Regions from separate parts of the Sus scrofa genome. Here all the other regions are linked to region 3. A link is a contact called in public HiChIP or PLAC-seq and promoter capture Hi-C data. All regions are on one chromosome and are shown on one strand. Each heading gives the region's core, a stretch centred on a gene start, on an enhancer-like site or on the middle of the called end of the contact. The rest is flanking DNA. Distances are from core to core; before and after follow the strand shown. Region 1 holds the start of PSRC1 (proline/serine-rich coiled-coil protein 1). Region 2 holds the start of CELSR2 (cadherin EGF LAG seven-pass G-type receptor 2). Region 3 holds the start of SORT1 (sortilin).

The links. Promoter capture Hi-C pulls out the DNA fragments that hold promoters and counts their contacts. HiChIP or PLAC-seq counts read pairs in DNA pulled down with a chosen protein or histone mark.
Region 1: a contact with region 3 is called in an H3K27ac HiChIP or PLAC-seq map of skeletal muscle. The contact joins the promoter of PSRC1 here to the promoter of SORT1 in region 3. A contact is called at or near these places in 2 of 5 promoter capture datasets (fetal liver and liver), 23 of 47 Hi-C or Micro-C datasets (adipocytes, alveolar macrophages, blood and 15 more) and 2 of 2 datasets of contacts at active chromatin or transcription factors (alveolar macrophages and skeletal muscle).
Region 2: a promoter capture Hi-C map of liver shows a contact between it and region 3, with 4 times the contacts expected there. The contact joins the promoter of CELSR2 here to the promoter of SORT1 in region 3. A contact is called at or near these places in 3 of 5 promoter capture datasets (fetal liver, fetal skeletal muscle and liver), 2 of 47 Hi-C or Micro-C datasets (blood and embryonic fibroblasts) and 2 of 2 datasets of contacts at active chromatin or transcription factors (alveolar macrophages and skeletal muscle).

What each region holds. Positions count from the first base shown.
Region 1 is chr4:110,811,899-110,814,623 of Sscrofa11.1, reverse strand. It overlaps PSRC1 (proline/serine-rich coiled-coil protein 1), which reads right to left and starts at 1,315. Exons shown (of 8, transcript XM_013997292.2): 1 at 969-1,315; 2 at 542-594; 3 at 394-451. The coding sequence starts at 560. LOC110260358 (a long non-coding RNA gene) reads left to right here and starts at 1,373. Exons shown (of 4, transcript XR_002343531.1): 1 at 1,373-1,639; 2 at 2,467-2,508.
Region 2 is chr4:110,844,091-110,846,790 of Sscrofa11.1, reverse strand. It overlaps CELSR2 (cadherin EGF LAG seven-pass G-type receptor 2), which reads left to right and starts at 1,437. Exons shown (of 35, transcript XM_021090085.1): 1 at 1,437-2,700. The coding sequence starts at 1,858.
Region 3 is chr4:110,719,761-110,722,568 of Sscrofa11.1, reverse strand. It overlaps SORT1 (sortilin), which reads right to left and starts at 1,459. Exons shown (of 20, transcript XM_013997288.2): 1 at 1,044-1,459. The coding sequence starts at 1,355.

The sequences.
Region 1 (2,725 bases), core at 66-2,565, 92 kb before region 3:
CACCATGCCCACACGTTAGAGAGAAGGAGACTGGGCAAAGCCCCCACGTCTGAGCCAGAGCCACAACCCCAACCCTGATGTCCCTGCTGGCTGTGAGATCTACCTGATGAGACACCTGGTTCTATGAGGCCTTCAGCATTTTCTGACATTGGAAATTATGTCAGGATGAAGATGCGGCAAATCTACTTACCCTTCTACTTAACACCCTGCAATCTCATTCCAGCTTATCCCTTCTCCCCTCCCCCAGTCGTGTCACAAGGGGCCCAAGTCAACCAGCTACCCAGAATCCTCAGTGCACCCAATCTTGCTAAATTCCCAATCCAGACCCGAGGCCAGTAAAAGTTAAAGACAAGCATTGTGGAAGCAAAGTAAGTAGGATAAAGAGTCTACTACCTGTCAGATGGTGACAGCCCCCCAAAGTCCAAGGTCTCATCCACTATAAACTTTACATCTGTAGGGGAGGAAAGAAGAAATACAGCCTTGGGTCCCAAACACGGCTCTCAATCACAGGGCCTCATTCTTCCCTCCAGGGTTTCCTTACCTTCTTCTAAACCTTCCATGTTCCAGAGAAGCAAGAATCAGCTTAGACTTGAGCTGGAGAGAAAAATACCTCCCCTCAGGTCTCCATTCTGCCCAAGGCCTCCCAGCTAGGCCCAGCTAGGCTGCAAGGGGTCGTGCTTGGAGGTGAAGCAAGCATCCCGAGAGCAGCACTTGCTCCAGTAAACCACCCCTGTTATCTCCGGGACAGGTCCAGACACGTACCTCCACACTCCAATGTCCCTGCGCACGGCGGCCCCCGCCCCCTGCGACCCGACCTCTCCTCGCAGGGCGGTCTACGCCCCCCCATCTCCCTCTCCGCGACCATTCTCTGGTTCTTCCTCTCTCCAAGCCACCTTTCTACTCCCCGCGGCACCACATCCCTTCCACGCCGGCAGCCCACCCTATTTCTACTTTCCGTTCCGCCTCACCTCCTGCGGAAGGTGCTTTCCTTCCACAACCTAGTCCCGGGAATCAGCTCCGAGGGGGCGGGGCTCCTTTCGAATCTCTCAGGCCCCACCCTCTCCTACCATGCGCACTCATGATTGGTGGCGGCCAGCATCTCCCGCCCTCGTGGGGCGGGGCGGCGGAGGGGGCCGCCGGCCGGAAGTCTGCAGGTGGGAACCAGGCGAAGAGCCGTTCCAAGAAAGGCTCCATCCGGAGAGCTAAAGCCGGGAGGCCTGGAGCAGGGAGGCCGCGAGCGCGCGCGCGCGCGAGCGGGGAAGACCTCTCAGGGCTACCCTCCGGGAGCGGGGCCTGCGAGGGGCGGGACCTCGCGGCGGCGCGCGAGGGAACGGACCAATGAGTGAGAGCCTCGCTCCCGGCCGGCCCCCCCCCCTTCTCCGCCCCCTCCTCGTGCTGGGCGGGGCTGGGTTCTGACGCCCCTCACGGCCGTCGGCCCCAAAGCTAACGCTCTGCCTGAGGAAGTTCGTCCGGGGGCTCTTTTCGGAAGCGCCGTGGTAGCCAGGGCCCTCAGTTGTGATTTTTTCCAAGTTTACGGAAGCAACCAAACTTTATACCTTAGGTATACTGAGGTTCTCTAAGAAGTACATCTTCCATCGACTTTTTAGGCAAGAACTTTAGGAACCTGTGGCATCTTGAGGTATGAAGAAAACAGGCTTTTCAGACAGGGAAGTTTGGCTTCAGATGCAACCGTGGCTCCTCTGTTGACAAGTATATGGAGCATATTTGACCTGGCAGCGTTTATATTTGACCCCTCGCTTATCTAGGAGGATCGTGGCCGTCACAGTAGGACATGGTTAGGAGGATAATTATGAACACACCATGTTTTATACCTTGTGCCTCGGAGGCTTTTGAGGGTAGTGTTGGTGACTTGCTTCCTCTAAATTAAAAGCTGTGTTTGTAAAAAAGCTTAGGCCTCCTTATTAGGGATTTTCTTTGTTGTTTCCAAGGGTTGCCTGTGAATAGACTGGGCTACCAGTTAACTGAGCTTCTTAGAAAGGTTCTAAACATTTTAAGTTAAAAGGCCCTGGAAGAGTGGTTGAAGAGCTTTCTCGAAAACAAAGAGCCTGAGCTTTTAGTCTCCAGAGTTTATGACCATTATAGGCTTTCTGTTTACCTCTTAGTTTTTAGTTGTCAAGTTCAGGTGGTGAGGTTTGCAGGAGTGAGGTGTTACTGTGAGAAATGCCACAGGAAGCAGAGCAGCCTTGGAATTTAGTGGCTTGATAAGGGAAAGGGTGGGGAGGCTGAGAAGTTGCAAGTTGATGTGAGGAAGAGCTCAGAGAAGAGGCTTGCCTCTTTTTCCATAGGTTTTCTGCTGAAGGTGGAATTTTAATTGCTTGTAGGGCTCAGATTGTTTGGAGGTGGGAAAACCTGTGCCAGTAGCTCCCCTTCTCTCCTGGCAGGTAGTGGCAGGTGGAGATCAGAGGGAAAGAAACTCTTAATTAACTGCATTCCTTTTTCCCCTAGGAGCAGCGAGCCGGAGTAGGGAAATCCTTCACCCACCTTCAGGTAAGTGGAGGAGACAGTTTTAGCAAACAAAAGTTTCTCTCTCCTAAGGAAATTCATCTCTAATTTTTTTTTTTTTTTTTTTTTGGTCTTTTTGCTATTTCTTGGGCCGCTCCCGCGGCATATGGAGGTTCCCAGGCTTGGGGTTGAATTGGTGCTGTAGCCGCCAGCCTACGCCAGAGGCGCAGCAACTCAGGATCCGAGCCTCGTCTGCAACCTA
Region 2 (2,700 bases), core at 188-2,687, 120 kb before region 3:
AGGAATCATGAGGTTGTGAGTTCTATCCCTGGCCTTGCTCAGTGGGTTAAGGATCCAGCATTGCCGTGAGCTGTGGTGTAGGTCGCAGATGTGGCTCGGATCTGGCGTTGCTGTGGCTGTGGTGTAGGCCAGCAGCAACAGCTCCAATTCAACCCCTAGCCCTGGGAACCTCCATATGCCACGGGAGTGGCCCTAGAAAAGGCAAAAAGACAAAAAAAAAGAAAAAAGAAGAAAAGAAATTCTGGAGCTTTTCAATCCCCTCATTTTACTAAAAGAAACTGAGGCACAAGCATTTGACCAAGGTGTCCCAAAGCTAGAGGGTGGTGGGCTTGGAGGAGAAAAGCCCTGGCCTCCTCCCTAGGCCAGCCCTCTCACCACCAGCCTCAGCCTTGTGCTGCTCCCATGGTTGGCTCCCACAGTTCCCCGTCCGTCCGGGGAAGGACGGAGCTGGCAAGAGGGCATCTATTCAGACAAGAGGCCCTGATGGAGCAGTCTAGGACTGGGGAACCTGTGTTAAAACTTGGCTCCACCCCTAGCACAGCCTCATGACCTGTACAAGTTTCACCCTCTCTAGGCCTCAGAAGCAGCTAAGTGTGTTTATACCAGCTGGCTTTGGCTCTGACACTCCTGGCTTACCTCCCCCAGAAAAGCCCAGGTGGCCTCGGAATTGAGGCTGGGGTCATCATTCTGCACTGCATTCTGCAGCTGGACCCCAAGGGGGGCAGCCTGATTAGATCACAGCTTTGCCAAGGCGAGGGGTAGGGGTAGGGGTAGGGGTCCGGGTCAGGGTAGGGGTGGAGGTTGGGGAGAGGGGCTCAGGACCTTTCTGTGTGTTCCCAGGGAAACAGAGTGTTTCTCTGGGCGGTGGGGGAGACTTTATACTATTGAGCAGGGCCATTTTAGCTCAGTCTGACCCGAGAGCTGTGGAGGGGACAGCCACAAGGGCTCTTCTCAGCAGCTAGCAACATCCAGCCTTTCTGAGCGGTGTGAGGTGGACACACGGTCTGAGAGCCCTTCAAAATATTTTGAAAACCCCTAAGCATACTTAGGGGTTACTGCCACCATTATTATCATTGCTGTCTGGCTTCTGATTAATTTCTCTCTAGACTATTGTAGGGATCTGGCATCGGCCCAGGGGCAGGCCTGGGGTGCGGTTCGTTAGGGGCAGGGGCGTCTGGACTGCGGGAATTCTAGAGACTCTTGCGGAGGAGGAAGCTGGGCGGGGCCCACCTCCTTTGGTGCGGCTGGCATCGCCACTTTAAGGCGGCGGCGGCGCGAGCAGGTCTATGGTAATGAGCCGCCGCCGCCGCCGCCACCGCTCTGCAGAGCTCGCCCGCCCGCCAGCCTGGAAGGCGAGGGAGCGTGGGGCTGGGCCCGGGGCCGCGGCGACAGCAGCGGCAGCGCCGGCGGGGACGCGGGGCACGAGCGGGCGGCGCGGGGCCGTCAGGGGCGGCCGGGTCCCGGCCAGGGTCCGGGTGCAAAGCTCCGCGGGCGCAGGTGGGCTATCCCGCGGGGGCGAGGGGCACTCCAAGGACCGGGGGACCGGCAGGGCCAAGGGCGCGGGGCCCGCGGGCGCAGGTGGAGAGAGCCGGGTGTGCAAGTAGAGGCGCCGCGCCAGCCGGTGGTGGTCGGGGTGACCCGGGTCGCGGGCCCGGCTCGGGGAACGGTGGGAGCCGGGGCGCGTGGGAGCGCGCAGCGCCAGGCCCTGTTGAGGCATTAAGGAGCAGGCCCTGCGGGGCGCACGAGTGGACCCCGGGGACTGGCGCCCCGGCCTGGGCATGAGGCGCGGCGGGGCCGGCAGGAGCGGGAGGAGGAGCCGCCGCCGCCGTTGACCCGGCCGGCCGGGAAGTGGGAGAGATGCGGAGCCCGGCGGCCCGCGCCCCCCTTCCAACGCCGCTGCCGCCGCTGCTGCTACTGCTGCTGCTGCTGCTGCTGCGGCCACTGCTGGGAGACCAAGTGGGGCCCTGTCGTTCCCTGGGGCCCGGGGGACGCGGCTCCTCGGGGGCTTGCGCCCCCGTGGGCTGGCTCTGTCCAGACTCATCCTCGAACCTCTGGCTCTACACCAGCCGCTGCAGGGATGCGGGGACCGAACTGACTGGCCATCTGGTGCCCCACCACGATGGCCTGAGGGTCTGGTGTCCAGAATCTGGGGCCCACATCCCCCTGCCGCCAGCCCGGGAAGGCTGCCCCTGGAGCTGTCGTCTTCTGGGCATTGGAGGCCACCTTTCCTCACAGGGCAAGCTCACCCTGCCTCATGAGCACCTGTGTTTAAAGGCCCCGCGGCTGAGATGCCAGTCTTGTAAGCTAGTGCAGACTCCAGGGTTCAGGGCAGGGGACAGCTCGGCAGAAGAGTCCATGGGTGGGCGTCGGAAAAGGAATGTGAATACAGCCCCCCAGTTCCAGCCCCCCAGCTACCAGGCCACAGTGCCCGAGAATCAGCCAGCAGGTACTCCTGTGGCATCTCTGCGGGCCATCGACCCGGATGAGGGTGAGGCAGGTCGGCTTGAGTACACTATGGATGCCCTCTTCGATAGCCGCTCCAACCATTTCTTCTCCCTGGACCCAGTCACCGGTGCAGTAACCACAGTCGAGGAGCTGGATCGTGAGACCAAGAGCACCCATGTCTTCAGGGTCACGGCACAGGATCACGGCATGCCCCGACGCAGTGCCCTGGCCACGCTCACCATCCTGGTGACTGAC
Region 3 (2,808 bases), core at 210-2,709:
TTACAGCATGTGGTTCTAAAAGGACAAGTGCAGTTAACCACTCACTTCTGTCCCCATGTGCAACTCTCCTTGAAAGAGGAAGGAAGGAGGGATGGATAGAAGAGAGAAAATATATTCAATTGTAAATATATTACGCAAATGTGGGTAGCAATTAAATCGCTAGTTCTAGGAAGAAAAAAAAAAAAAATGAGGAAGACGCCCAAGGTGCAAGGAGCCAGGACATAGCCAACAACTGGCTTTGTCAACCAGTAGTACTATGCAAAGGTTGAGCTGCTTATCCCCAGAGACAGAACTGCCATAATTTTTAAAGTTTTCGACGAGGACCTAACTCAAAGCAGAATATCTGCAACGTGTTAAGTGTTGGAAATCTTGTTACAATGGGATACAGTCCAATGCCATGACAGAAGGTCAAATCGAAGGCGTAAGAGAGATCATATACGTACTATCAACCCCACTGCCAAGCTTGTTCCTTTAGCCGTTAAAACACACAGTAATCTAATAACTGCTCTGGGATTACTGAACACCCGCCTACCCACCCAGAAAGTACTGACCCGGCGAAGACACACCTTTGCTTCTGCGTAGCCCAACTTCTCCAAGCACTTAAGAGGTAATTACTCCTCCAGCTTCCTGGTGGGGTATAGCGTTACTGGATCCTAATTATTTATACAGACGGAAAACAACGACGCTCGAGAGATTTTGACAATTAAACAGAAAAATAAAAGTAAAAAAAAAATTAAAAAAAAAAAGAATCCCGTGAAAGTCAAAGCCTGCCTCCCCTGTGACGAAACATGCTCGGCCGCGGCATCTGAGGGCAGCTCCCCGGGCCCAACTCGGCCCGCCCGCCGGCCAGCCGCAGTTTCGGGGCTGCGGCCGGGGGAGCGCGGGCCAGCGGGGCTGGCGAGCAGCCGGGGTCTCCTCCGCGGGGACGCGAGGCGCACGGACAAGACAGAGGGCCGGGCTGCGCTGGCGGGGCGGGCGGCCGCCAGGGGCCCGGGGGCAGCACCTCACAGTCCGGGCGGTGCCCCGGCCCGGCGCCCGCTCACCTGGTGTGTGTTGTTGGCCAGCCTGGCGACGAAGTCCCGGACCCCGCCGCAGTCCTCGTCCTCATCGAGCGCGCTGCGGCGCCAACGGCCGCCGCGGGGAACCGGGCCCCCAGGCGCGGCCGCGCGCAGCCCCCAGCTCACCCCGACGGGGCCGGACCAGCGCGACAGCGGCGCAGCGGGCGGCGGCGGCGCGTCCAGCCGGTCCTGGCCGAGGCTTGCCGGCGGCAGCAGCTGGAGGAGGAGGAGGAGAAGGAGGCCGAGGCCGTGGGGCCAGCGCGAGAGGCCCTGCGCAGCTCCCCGGGGCCGCTCCATCGCCGCCGAATGCCGACGCCGTCGACACCTGCCGCCCGGCGCGCCCGCCCACCCCCGCCGGCGCCGCCCACCTTCCCCCCCCTTGCTGGAGCCGGCGCTCCCTGGATACGCCAAGCCAGACCTCTCCGCCCATAGGCTGGCCGCCTGTCTTTCTTCCCCGGTCCACTGCTGATTGGCTCGCGGCGCCTCCTGCTTAGGGGGTCCTGGATTCGGATGCCAAGATGCGGGGCTGATTGGCTGGAACGTGGCAGAGACCGCTGAGGTCATCCCCCCATCGCCCGGCGTCTCCCAGGCCGGGCTTCCAGAGTTAGCATGGGGAGCTTCCCTCCTTCTCGAGAAGCCCCCAACTCCGTGGGGCCCCGACCCCTAGCTCCTCCCTCTGGCACCCTCAAGTTGGGGCTGAATTGGTCCCTTCTTCCCCAGAGACACCCTTAAAATTCCTTGGGTTGCTGCAGCGCCTGGAAAATCTCCTCAGGGAATCCCTGAGCTCGCTTAGCTGGAAATGGGGGCTCTGTCATTAACCGGTGCGTCTGGCTTTTAACCCTTGCAGGGTTGGAGTGCCCCATTTGTCTACAGTGAGTGAGAGCTGTGTGGGCTAAATCTCGCGGAGGCAGATAGACATTAGGACATCCGTGACTCATGCGAGCCCGAAGAAAATTCTCTCCTCACTCATCTTCCTCTTCTGCAGGGAGTTAACCAAAGGAGGAACTGCCTATTGGTTTTCCTGGAGTTAGAAAGTAGCTTAGACATAAGGGACAGGTAAAAGGGGGACAGAATTGCCCAGTGCCTAATTGAGAGATGATCATTGTATAGATGCGTATCTGTCTTTACCAAAGTGTTTTAACCCTGCAGTGAGTGCATTGCACAAGTTTGGTGTTCGGTATATGATGTCCCTTAAATTAGCATCCTGTCTCCAGTAAATAAAACAAAACCCCTACACTGTTCCGTTTATCGCAGGAAGGAGAGGCACATTATTCTGGAACACACAGTGGAAGTAAAACCAGTTTTAGATATCCTCCTTATTGACTCTTTGGAATGCTAGAAGTTGCTCAGTAGAAAAGGTAATAAGTAGGAAGATATGAAGTATACAAAATGTTACACCTAAATAAAGCAGCTAACAACTACTTTTAATTATAAACTGGAGGTAAATCCAAATGAGAATATATTCATTGTAGAGCAAAATGAATGGTGCAGGGCACCCAACCCAAGGCTTACATTAAAATCCTTCTGGTTGTGTTAATTTGCAACGACTTACATTTTTTACATTTATAAATTTACATTTTGTCAGAACAACCATAGCGAGAGGTGACAAGTTAAAGGTATTTTTAAATGGCATCTGAGCAGGATGGTAAAAATTGCTAGAATAGTCTTCCAAGTTCTCAGCTACTGAACTGACAAAGCTCCATGAAAACTGGGGAACAATTTGTTCCTTTCCATTAACTACAATGTGTCA